Regions from separate parts of the Mus musculus genome. Here region 2 is linked to region 1. A link is a contact called in public promoter capture Hi-C data. All regions are on one chromosome and are shown on one strand. The core of a region is the stretch at or near the end of the contact, and the rest is flanking DNA. Distances in the headings are between cores, read along the strand shown.

Region 1 (6,509 bases), core at 319-2,818:
GGACAGCAATAGAAATGAATGTCTTATTGTTAACCTGGATGGATGTGTGCACGACAGCTGTCCCGGGAGAGGGCTCCTGCCTGCTTGCACTGTGTGTTTGCATCCTAGCAGCCACAGTGCTTCGTGCAGACAGCTCACATTGCAAACAAGATGTCTGGGGGAGTCTCAGAAGGCTTCTATCCCCGATGCCCTCACAAACTAATGCTATTGTGTGGCTATTGTAACCTTTCTCAGCTGCAAGTAACTTGACTATCATCTTCAAGGCCAGTGGCTTCTAGTCAAGTGTGAAGGGAACACAAATGTGCCCATGACAGGGCACTGGGCAGAATGAAAAGGCTGCCTTTGTCCTTTAAGACCTTCACAGGGATTTCTTGAGCTTCGTGTCTTTCCAGTGGTGCAACTCCTTTTGTTGTATCTTCCACTGCTCACTTAGGTATGAGAACTGGACGAGTAAAAATGAATTTTACTGAGAGATATCAGTAGCTGAGAAAATGGTGCAGTGGATAAGATGGCTGTGCGGACACAAGTGCCTGGGTTCAGATCCCCACCTTTCATGTAAAATCTAGGCATGACTGTATATGCCTGTAACTTCAGTGCTCGAGGGGAGACTTGTCAAAACAGGAGGTTTCCTGACAGGGGTGCCGTGGCCAGTCAGTCTAGCCTACCCAAAAATTGGCAAGGTTGAGATTCTGTGAGAGACTGTCTTGAGGGAGTAAGAGAGAGAGTACTAGAGCTGGACACATGCTGTCCTGCTGTCCTTATGTAGTCTCCTGATGTATATGAATTCACATACCTGTGAACGAACATGCACAAGCGCCTTCACATGCATGTGACACATACACACACACTCAAACACACACACACACACACACACACACACACACACACACACACACACACACACACACACAGGGTCCCTTCTTTCAGCTTAAAATCTTATCAGTCAATTGTCCAGAAGGCAGGAGTGCAGAGCCAGCAGACAGAGGTAGGCATGGAGCTCCCCTGGTAACTCACACAGAGCTGGCTCAGACTTCCCATTTTCTAGAGAACAGTGGGAACTCCACCTGTGGCCAGATTTGTTCTCAGCAGACATTCCTGCCTACAGGCAAATCCCCTTGACCTCAGGAGAACTTTGAGAGAACTAGTGAGGCCCCCCTTCCTCCCCTTGTTTAGCTGCTGAATTCCCCCTGGCTGCTCCCTGCCCCTGGTGGAGGTTCCTCCCAATCAGCACACAGGGGACTCCATGGAACGGTAACAAGATATTTCAGACAGTGGCGAGCCATTCCAGCCTCCTGGCCTTTGTTCCTCCTCACATTTCAGGACTGCAGCCTTGCACCTTGGCGGGGGACGTCAGCAGTTGCTGCCGATTTATCCTAGATTTGGATAAAAGTCAGGGTTTTGATTTCAGCTCTCACCAAGACTGCTGGAAATGGATCCAGCAAACAGGCAAGAAACGGAAATTGCAGTTTCTCTGCTGTGAGCGTCATCCTTTGTGGGTCTGGTACAGACTGATGCATTCAGAACTGGACATTTATGGAGTTCTTCCCTACCAGAGGGCCTAGGCACCAGCTGGATAGGAAGTTCCACAGAGCAGCAGATGATGTAAGACGGGGGTGTGGCCAGGGAGCTCAGGAGTGACAGCTCAAATGCCCTTAGTCCCATTTTATTTCCAAGTAGGTGGACAATCTAATAAGCAATTGGCATTTCCTTAGAAAAACTTCATGATGTCACTAATAAATGACAGTTTGCACTTCTAGCCTTGATAGCACTTGAACCCCCGAGGATTGACACCTTTGTGATGCGTCCTTAAGTCTCTGCTTCTCCGTGTGTCAGATGCAGGGCTCCCAGGTAAAACTGTTTAAGCCTAATGACCTGAATTCTGTCCTCAGCACTCAAGGGATAGAAGCGAGAACTAACTCCTGCAACTTGTCCTCTGCCTCTGCACATGCACTGGAACACCTCCCCCCCCCAAAAACACATGCAAATAAAATGAAACATCAATAAGTAAGGTGCTGGGCTCTAGCTAGTATGTCTTTAACATTCCTCTTTTTTAGAATTTGTGATAAAATATGCATAGCAGAAAATTTAGCATCAGTCCGTTTTAAATGCACAGTTCAGTGATATTATGTAACTAACACCCAGCCGCTTTTTCCTCTTGAAGTACTGAAATTATATATCCGTGAAACAACAATGATACTTTGTTCCCCATCCCTGGAAGATAGTGGAAGATAGTGGAGATCACACACTGTTGTCTGATGCTTGGAGCTGACCACTCTAGGCACCTTGTACATATGGAACTGTGCATGCTTTTTCTCTTTGCTTGGCTTTTTTTTTTCAGTGTCCTGTCCCTGGGGTTTCATCTGTGTTGTAACTTGTGTCAACATTTCCTCTTGTCCCCAGGCTGACCAATGTTTCATTGACTGTGTAGACCATGCTTTTTCCAGCCACCATACTTCAGTAGGTCCCCAGGTCCCCTCTGTCTGCTGGCTACTATGAATGATGTGAGGACTATGGTGTATAGACATGGCTCCCATACACTGTTTTCATTCTTTAGAGTGCATGTGGGGAAGTGGCTTCGCTGGCTGCTGTGGTGACTGTGTTGTTGGTCTTTTGGAAGTTGTCATTTTGATTGTTTTCTACCACTCTCGTGTCTCCTTTGGTTGTGCCATTTTACATTCATGCCATTACTGTGGTGAGTTCTAGGATCTCCACTACCTGGTCACCATTTGGTTTTATTTTTCATTTGTTTGTCTCGATAGCATGGGAAATGGATGTCCCTTTCCGTCATAAAAGCTGCCCTATTCTAAGACTTCTTTCCTCTTTCTCTCTGCCCTTTCTACTTTTAACAAACTGACTCTCATGGGAGATCCAGGCCTTGTCTGGTTTTCCACACCACCATCAAAACAACCCAAAAAGAATGCTCGAGATTTTCATTGGGGAAGGGGGGTGGGTAGGACAGATAACCAATCTTTGTTGCTCTTAATGGATCTTTGTTGCTCTTACATGGAAATGGGTTAGATGTGATCATTTTCTTCTTCATCAAACACATGGGTGTCTACTGAATGCAAGGTGTTCTGGCTTGCTAATGCAGAGATTATTAAAATAAATCAGAAGCGGCTCTGACTTTAGGAGTCTCCCGGTCATGGTAGAGGGAAGCGAACACTGTCTCAGGTGTACCTGGGCAGGGAAGGGAGGGGATGAGGGTTAATCCTTCCATGTGGGGTGTGCAATGGCATCTCTCAGCTTTCGCCTGCACTTCCAAGAAGTATGTATTAGGGATTTAGTCTTTTGAGATATTCCGTGAAGAAGAAAGGACCCCTTCATCACATAGTTGGTAGAAGGTGCACTTTATCATCTGCCTTGGAGATGCACAGAGAGTATGGTGAAGGCTCTAAGAAGCTATTTCATAAAGAGATCGCCTCATTTTCATGCAACCCCTGCCGCCACGTCCACGCCACAGGCTAGATTCAAACCTTTAGAGCCCTTACTCTTGTCTTACGGAAACACGGATTATAAGACATGCCATGGAGGTGTCTGGTCATGCCCAGACTTGTCTCCCACTGTTTCTACAACCTCTCCCAGGTCATCTGTCTTTCCACTTTCTAGCCCTGCAGTGTGAATAGTAGTTATACAAAAGCCTGAGAAAATAAGTGACCGAGCCCTTACTTATTGCCAGCATGACTGTGGAGATCAGGGTATGCATAAAACAGTGATTTCTCAGGCTGGGCCTTGCCTTAGGAGACTTCATTTTCAAGCAGCTTTTGATTCAGTGTTGAGGGAGAGTGATGGTTATAGCTCCAGGGTGGACTCAGAAACTGCATCGTCTGTCAGGAGCTACTCAGCAAACACAGACAGACAATGATGTATGCCTGGGAGTAAAAGAGGGAGCCACCCTCTAACTTTATCTGAGGCTGAACTGAGAGTATGGAAGTTCGTGAGTGTATTAAAATCATACCAGGGAAACTAGGCAGAGTGACTTATCAGGCACAGCTGACCATTCGATGGATGTGACTGTCACCCGGACCACCCAGAGTGATGGATACCTAGCACTGTGATGGCATGGCCCTACACCAACCTACCATCTGATAGCTGTGTCAAAGACTGGTGTCCAAGATGATAAGCAGAGACTCCCCGACTGTCCCTGGAACTTCAACTCAGCGAGATCTTCTGCTGTTGGTGCAACTTGCTCCTGTCTTCCTGTCCCCCTGTTCACCTGTTTGGGTCTGACTCACTGTTTCCCCACTGCAAACATGTTTCATCTAGGGGCTAGAACAATTTTGCTCTCAAACCCCGATCCCATTGAAAGTATAAATACTATATCAAAATTCTAGAGACATTTTTTTTTCTATTTTATTGTCTTACTCTCTGTCTTTTGCCCCCCCATCAACAGAACACTTTACTTTAAACACAGTTATTTACTTCTAAAATAATTACCAAGCTTCTACAGCCTCCACACAAACAACTCCTAATTTACGTGGGCTGTGTGCTTCTGTCCTTTGTGGGGGGAAATTACTGGTCTTTTCCATCTTGATTAACTCTTAGCCGGATAGCAAATGCTCACCCTGCCATTGCACATGGAGACATAATTGGCTATTTCCCTCTCATGTTTTAGAACCATAATGCGCTCAAACATGGCATCATGGTCTCTCCTATATGAGACAGGATGGAATCATACATAAAACACCATATTATATCAACTCAGAGTAAAGATTAGAACAACAGTGAATCTGGCCAGCTGGTGAGGCTCCATGCACAGAGACTTTGCTCAGTGTTAAGTGTGCAGTGGTGCAGTCTTCATATGGACGCATCTCTTCTCTAGTCTCCAAAGTCGGAGCTACCACTAGGGTTACAAGTTGGGCCCGAGGCTGTGGAGATGATGTTTTTCTGATTAGCCAATGTCTAATGTTGAATTTCTTTAAATGCTATTTTCATTTCCCTAAAAAAAGAGAGCCAAATTCAATGTAAATTCCCCATCTTCCTTTCTGTGAGTGAGGCTTAGGCAGCTGCCTCCCCTCCTTCGGTGTTGACCTAAGCAAACTGAAGAAACAATGGCTAGAAATGACTTCAGACTCTTATTGCTACACTTGCCAGTACCTCAGAATAAGTGAGAAGAGGGAAAGATTCATACTTAATCAGTTGGTTCTCACTTAGGCTGTGGGGCAGGAAGACACATCAGAGTGAACTCAGTTTCCTCTTGATCCCTTTGTGAACCTAGCCTCAGCTATTTAGTCTTAAAAGCTGTCACCTGTTAGGATGGCAGGCCATAGTCTCTCCCACAAAGAGAAAAGCATGGCTGCGGGGAGTTGCTGGCAAGGGGGCACTCACCTAGTGTGCATGAGTGGATAGTGGCTCAATCTGAGAAGGGAGCAAGAGAGGCGAGAGTGTGCTTGAGGTTTGTGGAGCCTCGTTCTGGGTGGAGGGGAGGATCGGTGTGGACTGAGAAGGGGGATTAGGAAAAGACATGCGTCCAGGAGTAGTGGAAATGCCTTTAAATTCAGCATCAGGGAGGCTGAGGCAGGAGGATTAGGAGTTCTAGGCCAGGTCTTCTGTGTTAAAGGAGACCCTGTTACAAAAGAGAGAGGAAACAAAACAAAGAAAAAAAAGTAAAATGTGATGAGGCTCATGAAAAAAAAAGCTTGGGAATCACACTCGTGTAATGAAGAAATGGCTAAGGCATTGTGGGTCCTGTGTGCATGTGGCTGAACACTAGGCATTCAGAGGTGAAAGGCAGGGCAGGGCTGGGCATTAAAGCTGCCAGTGAGCAGGGATTTCTGGTCGCTTCTGTGTGGGCGGGTCATCTGTCTCTTCACAAATCCTTTGCCACGCTGACTTGTGCTCGCATGCAACAGCTGTTGTCGCCTGTTGGGGTCTGGGGAAATTAGAGGTGGGGCTGGTGTCATGTCTGGGTCACTGTGGTGACAGCCACTGAAAATGTATGAGTGTAGTTGAGAGACAGAGGTGGTTCAGAGTCTACCAGCCTGCCTGACCTGCATGAGAGGCTCCGTGAGCTGAGGAATAAAGACGGCGTAACCCCTTTCCTGTGGTTTTAAGGAAAAAGGAACCCAGTATTGACACATCAGCTGAGGACACTGGTCATGTCATCTCTGCCGGGGCATCAGCCTGGGAAGAAGGGAGCCCCTCTGTCCTCTGTTCCTTTCCTCTTGTGGTGTCAGATGTCTGCTTCCTGCATACTCCATCCTTTCTATAAAATCACTCTTTTCTCTAGTCAAGTATTGGCCCCCAGAAACTCTTATCTATCAACAGGTTTGCCTACATGATTACATATATAACCACCCCACTTTATTTTCTCTTTTTAAAAACCCAGTGAGTCTAATTTGCGCTGCCTGTATACTCTCGAGTGTGTGGGTATGTGCTGGATATTGACCGTGCCCTATTTATTTATTTCAATTTGAGTCTTAGTTTCATGTTCTAGGCTGGCCTCAAACTCATCACTCACAAAGGTCGACTTTGAATTCCTAACCTTCCTGTGGACTGTGATTTCTGGCCAG
Region 2 (6,568 bases), core at 3,675-6,174, 570 kb after region 1:
GCACAGCCTCACCTACCTAACATTCACCATGTGCTAGCAGCAGTAAATCACATATTAGGATTCTATGTGGTCTTAAATATTTGCTCACTAGTGAATGAGCTGACAAAGGCAAAGCTGATTGCCCAGAATCACAATTAACGATGGGTGAACCCGGGATCCTCTGTTCTTTCTAGTAAGCTGCTAAATAACCAAGATACCATGTTGTATTTACTGAAGTACCACTTGGAACTACCCTTGCTATCCACCTCCTCGCCATGGTGACCACTGCTCCGGCTTTTCCCATGCTGCACTCTCAGATTTGAGCATAGTGCATGAAGTGTGTTGTCTTACTGACACCCATTTAAAGCAGTTGCTCAAGGTAGCTGGACTATTGAAACTTTTGGGCATCTGTCCATGTAGACCCTCAGGAATTGCTTGCATTCCCACCACCAGCACCACCACCACCACCCCAGAATCACTGCTTCAACCAGGAAGCACATCTATCACTCTAATGAACACTTCCACTATCCTCTTGCCCCTGCACCCAGGACACCTCACTGTCCACCAACCCCAGTCACAGGCTGTGTCCACTGTGTCCATGCAAAACACTGACCTCAGACCAAACTCTAGCACCTACTTGATCCATAGAACTTTCTCCAGAAAGATTTTCTTTCTGGAAGATCCTTACGGAGGCTCACCTGGGCTGGCACTCCTCCTTGACTCTCCTTCTGTGGAGGATGAAGTCTGCGTGCTGGCTGCAGGTCCTGGGCAGCAGGCAGCGGTGCAGGGGGCTCTCCCTGCAGTGTCTTCCTGTAGCAACAGTGGCAGCAGCTCTCTGGTTTCCTGTGGTGTAAACAGGAAGCCAGACTGTGTCAAAACGGTAGTCTACAGCTGTGAGAAGGCAAGGCACTCTTTGATTAGGACTTGAAAGTGAGTATTGAGACACCTTTAGCGGGAAATTCCCAGCAGTCATGAGAAAGGGGTCTCTTCCCTCCTGGGATGTTGCTGTACAGCTAGTCCCTCTTAGATGTTCCAGGTTTCCCTTGGCTTCCAATGACCTGTTGTGCACCATGCATCATAGACACGGAAAGTTACCGGCTGTCTGTGATGGGCACAAGAGCTGGGGATAACAAATGTGCCAGCACAACTTTGCTTAAAATGGCATGTGGGGAAACTATCTGACCCCAGGAGGTACACACAGGGGCCAAGGGAACTGTCTTCTAATGTTGCCTAAGTTAAGACCTAAGCCCACTCAGAAGAAAAGCACATCCATTGCGTACCTCACTGGTTTTAAGTTCTTTAAATAGCATTCTTCATTTGTTTAGTTATTGTATTTACAGCACAAACCTAAGTATCAGAGGACAATGTGTAGGAATCACTCCTTTCCCTCCACCACATGAGGACTGACCTCAGATCATCAAGCTTAGCAACAGCTCTATTACCCACTGAGCCTTCCTGCCAGCCCCAATTTTGATTTTGTTTGAGGCAAGGTCTTAGGTATCCGAAATTAGCTTCAAGCTATCTGTGTAGTTAAGAATATCCCAGGGGCATGGATTCAAGCCATGTGCCACCATATTGTTTTATATAGTGTTGGAAGTCAAATCCAGGCTTCTGTTCTACTAGAAAAAAACCATTCTACCAACTGAGCTCCACTCTGAGATTCTCAAGCTTAGTGCCAAGTCAGCACCCAACTTCGGGCTTCCCTCTGCAGCACCTAGGGTGACACCATACACTTATTGAAGTTTCTTTCTCTATGAGGAGGGCTGCTGTCTCGAAATTCTCCTTAAAACAGCCCTATGAGGAGCTGGATCAGATACCAAGTATCCACCTACTATTTAGGTAGAGTTACCACAAAGCCAGAGTGAGCTTCAGGACCAAGAGGTCCAGAGTCAGCAGAGGGCAAATTGAACCTCAGTAGCACAGAAGACTTGCTAGAGAAATGCTTGGCATCTGGTTCTAGAGCAAAGCTGAGACTTCCCTAGGCAACCATGCATGACAGCAAGCATAGTGTCCTCTAGAAGAAAAGGCAAAGCCAGGGCCCCATTCAGGTGATGCTTCTGATGTATTCATGTGTGGAAGAGAAATATTTTACTGTGCTGGGGTGGCTCTCAAGTCCTGCGCATTCGGGAGTCACCTCTGTGAGGTGACTGCCATCCATATCTACAGATTGTTGGATGATTTTACAGAGAAGCATATCCAATGCCATCAAACCATCTTAGAAAAGACCTTAGTGTATGTCTGTGGTGGTTTGATTGAGAATGGCCTCCAAGGCTCATATATTTGAATTCTTGTTCCCCAGTTGGTGCAGTTGTTTAGGAAGGATTAGGAGGTGTGGCCTTGTTAGAGGAAGTATATCACTGGAGGTGGGCTTTGAGGTTTAAAAAGCCCACACCATTCCAATCCACCCTCCTCTACTGCATTGTTGTCTCAACATGTAAGCTCTCAGCTACTGTTCCAGCACCAGGCCTGCCTACTGACATTCTCCTCGCCATTATGGTCATGGACTCTGACCCTTTGTAATTGTAAGCCTAATAAGCTCTTTGTTCTCTATAAGCTGCCTTGATTGTGGTGTCTCTTTACAATAATAGAAAAGTAACTAAAGCAATATCTGTGTGTCTGTCTCACTTTTCTTTTTTTAAATGAACTTTGCTTTGTTTTGTTTTTTATTTTAAAAAACTTACAAAGAAATAAAAAAAAAATCACACTCTAGAATTAACCAGACTCAAAGGCTATACAACTTATATACAATTCGAATTGGGCTTTGAAATGAAAGCCGTGAAGCTTCATATTAAATTTTACATTTCCAGGGTCAGATATAATGTATGTACTTATTTGCCACTCAAAGCAGAAAAATCCACGATCACATGATCACTACAACTTTCCATCCCCTTTCCAACTTGTTCTCACCACCTGCATCCAATCCTTCCTTGTCCCTTATACTCAGCTTTCCTCTTTCTGTCTTTGTGTGATATATCAACACATTTGTTTACATGTGTATATATAGTATTGGCTAAATCCAACATGCTCTCATATAAACATGTGCTTTACTTCTGAGACTCTATGGCTTGGGTTAATAGTATACATTCTATGTCATCTGTTTTCCTGAAAAAACTTTTTTTCTGATTTTTTTTATTTAACTTTTCTTTAGAGCAGAGAAATATTCCATTTTGTGGCTATCCCTTTCTTCTCTTCTCTTCTCTTCTCTTCTCTTCTCTTCTCTTCTCTTCTCCTCTCCTCTCCTCTTCTCTTCTCTTCCTTTTTCTCTCCTTTTTCTTCCTCATGTGTACTTGTATGTATGTGTCCTTGTTCCTGTGAGTATATGGGTGTAGAGGCCAAAGGGACTTCAGGTGTTGTTCCTCAGAAACTACATACCTGTGTTTTGAGATGGTCACTCGCTGGTTCAGAGTGCCCCAAATAGGCAAAGCTGGCTGGCTACCAGCCCCAGGGATTTGCCTGCCTCTGCCTTTCCATGTTGGTCTTGTGATGTTGTTTTTGATGTGGGTTCTTGGACTGGGCCAGGACCTTATGGTTCTCTGGAGCTCCTTTATTGATTAGTTGTCTTCTCAGAACCCACATTTTACCTTTTAATCAACACCTCTTACGTTGCATTATCTTTGGAAAAGGTCTTTTAAATTAATCCCAAACTTAATTTGATTTCTACACAAAATTTATTCAGGCAAATGTTCCCTGGCTCAGCACTTGGTGAATGAGGGGAGAGGGAGGAGGTAAGGCAAGAGGATGAGAGATGGGGACTAATCAGAGAATACAAAATCATTTTCTTAAATGTGAGTGGTATTTTAAGACAGTGTGGGTGCCCACAGAGCTCCCACAGAGGCCGGATTGGGCATCAGATCCACAGGAACTGGAGTTACCGGTGATTACTAGCCTCCGTGTAAGTGCGGGAATGGAGCTTGGATCTTTTAGAAGAGCAGCCAGTGATCCTGAGTCATCTCTCCAGGTTCATGGGAAGTATCTTGAAGGTCATTTGGGTACAGGAAATTGGGTTACCTTCAGTTACATTAAATGTAACCTGTCGTACATATCTGCTTGAGAAGGGTCTTAGGACCCTAGAGAGAAAAGACTACAGACAGAAACAAGAGAAGAAGGTAGGAAAAAAGAAGGGAAGAGGGAGAAAAGGGAGAGAGAAGAAGGGTTGAAAATGGAATCACAGGCAATAAGATCCATTGAGAAAGGTCTGGGAGTGGCCAAGGCTGTTAAGAATGGTGTAGAAGGTCAACTGCTTCCTGTTTTCTGTCAGACTAGAAGCCTGTCTTTGTGATCTCTCTGCCAGCACAACAATGCTCTGTTGGTTGAGTGAATAAGTTACAGAAGGGTCTACTGGCCATGTGGGATGATGCAGAGAGGACAAAAGAGCAGCCACAGAACGGCCTTTGTGTTAGTGTGGACCATATTGCTGGTGTGAACAGGGAAGGAAGCCAAAGGCAGGGCAGATTGCTCAAGATGTGGGATGCTGAACAGAGAAATCAGAGAGAGAGATAGAGAGAGAGAGAGAGAGAGAGAGAGAGAGAGAGAGAGAGAGAGAGAGAGAGAGAGAGAGTGCACATGCTCGCACATACATGTGTTTATATTTGTCTGTGTGCTGTCTTAAATACCTTGGCTCCTTGCCTGGCCTTCCCTACAGAACACCTGCTTCCTCCCCTGGCTGTCTTACTTGGCAATGCTCCTTGCCCGACATGTGGCCCCACCCAATCAGGAAGCCAAAGAGATTCATCAAGGCACCTGTTCTCCTTTCCTGGGTCTGCAGGAGGAAAGCAAAATGTCTACCCTTTCAACATTTCCTTCTGGTTTGCCTTCTAGATTCTGCCTCAGATCCAAATGAAGTGTTTGCTGAAGGGGGAGTCAGGGAAACACATTCACAGGATACCCCGCCCTCTCTGGTTGCTAGTCAGCCCGGCACGTTCAGCTGCCTGAAAGTCTGTACTTCCTGTTTGGTAACACAGCTCCTCCTTCACTGTGTCTTCACCAAGGAACTCAAGAATTTCCTTCCCCATCCACCTCACTGAAGCTTGTCAATGGGCAGTTTGACAAATCTCCTGCTTTCTTCTAGGGGATTTCCAGAGGCCTTACTTCACCCCTAGCAGCCTTCACTGCACGCCTCAGCAACACAAACTTAAGTAAGTTCTTCTTCTGTGAAACTGGGAATCTCACCCTCAGACCCGGGGAAGGATGAACTAAAACAACGTGCGTGAACATATCTAGCATAATGCCTATGGTGGTTTGAGTAGGGACAGCCCTCATAGAGTTGTGTGTTTAAGTGCTTGGCCAATAGGCACTGGCACTAGTAGGGAGTGTGGCTTTGTTAGAGTAGTTGTGGCTTTGTTGGAGGAAGTATGTCACTGTGGAGGCGGGCTTTGAGGTCTTATATGCTCAAGCTATGCCCAGTGTGGCAGTCTCCTTCTGCCTGTAGATCAAGATGTAAAACAAAGCCCCTCCAGAACCATGTCTGCCTACCTGATGTCATGTTTTCCACAATGACAGTAATAGATTAAACCTCTGAAATTGTAAGTCCAATTAAACGTCCTTTATAAGAGTTGCCATGGTCTTGGTGGCTCTTCACAGTAATAGAAACCCTAAAACAGTGTCCTTTGTTGAAAGGGCTCAAGTTTCAGCAGCTGCCTTCCTGTCTACCTACCATCCTTTGGGTGTAAAGCTAGAGGAAGAAGCTCCAAGAGAAGTTATGGTGCTGGAGTCTTCAATATACGGAAGGGAAGATCTAAGTCTCACAACAGCCTGTAGAGGGAGCCACTCAAAAAGCCCAAAGTAGCAGCTAAGGACACCTAGACTTAGAGAGGATGGTTTCCGAGTCTCCCCACCTCCAGAAGGCAAAGTTAATTTCTCGCGAACATCTTGTACTCCCACAAGCAATCATTCTCCCTCTGCTTTAGCTATTGGGGTGACTACTTGTGGTTAGCAGAGCATCTCAGATTCCTGGACTCAGCCTCCCCACCACAAAGTAACCCTGCTGCTGATACACCAGCGCGTGAGCCATGTGACCCGCGAGTGTTACTGCCAACAGTTGGCAGGCCCGGAACTTCCGGTTTGGTTCTGCGAAGCTTCATATGTCTCTGCACAGTGAGCTTAAAGAGAGTGCTTCTCTATGCCAGAGTACAGGAAGCCTGCAGACATTTCTAATGCTCAAGGGCAGCAGCTTTGCATGTTGCAGGGGACACACGTCCCACTGAGCACACCCTCCTACCTGGCTGCAGGTGGGCAAGGTGTGCCCAGAAGGGTCTGTGACCTTCTCTTTCTCCTCCAGTTTCTTCTGAGGCTCGCTGTCATTTTTAAAGTATTTTCTGGGTGGAGGCTTGGGTTTGGAGGATGTCGGCTTTCTCACCAAAATCTCAAAAGATTTCTTCAGTCTCAGTGGTGGGTGGCTCTCTCTTTCCAAGCTCTCAGGAAGGGGTGGGCTCTCCTGCTGAGGCCTGGATGGGACCCCTGGGCACGGCTCTTGCTCCTCCCCTGGGGACAGGCTGGGACTGTGTGTGCTGCCTTCCCTCTCAGAAGGCTGTGGCTCCGCACCTGCACTGCAGGGACTTCCCCCTGGTGACCCAGACATGTAGCTGCTGTC

The links. Promoter capture Hi-C pulls out the DNA fragments that hold promoters and counts their contacts.
Region 2: a promoter capture Hi-C map of neutrophils shows a contact between it and region 1. The contact joins two enhancer-like sites. A contact is called at or near these places in 4 of 39 promoter capture datasets (frontonasal cranial neural crest, hippocampal neurons, neutrophils and 1 more) and 1 of 115 datasets of contacts at active chromatin or transcription factors (large pre-B cells).

The regions. Positions count from the first base shown.
Region 1 is chr7:83,088,248-83,094,756 of GRCm38.p6, forward strand. No RefSeq gene overlaps it. Among named protein-coding and RNA genes, the nearest start is that of Gm36817, 54 kb to the left of the region's middle. Within about 2 kb of position 1,569, at least 57 of the 459 cell types and tissues checked have an H3K27ac peak or open chromatin away from gene starts, as enhancers often do. A contact at or near this core is called in neutrophils, where this site is marked.
Region 2 is chr7:83,654,602-83,661,169 of GRCm38.p6, forward strand. Il16 (interleukin 16) reads right to left here. Exons shown (of 19, transcript NM_001360087.1): 12 at 6,197-6,568; 13 at 678-822. Among named protein-coding and RNA genes, the nearest start is that of Stard5, 26 kb to the left of the region's middle. Within about 2 kb of position 4,925, at least 149 of the 459 cell types and tissues checked have an H3K27ac peak or open chromatin away from gene starts, as enhancers often do. A contact at or near this core is called in neutrophils, where this site is marked.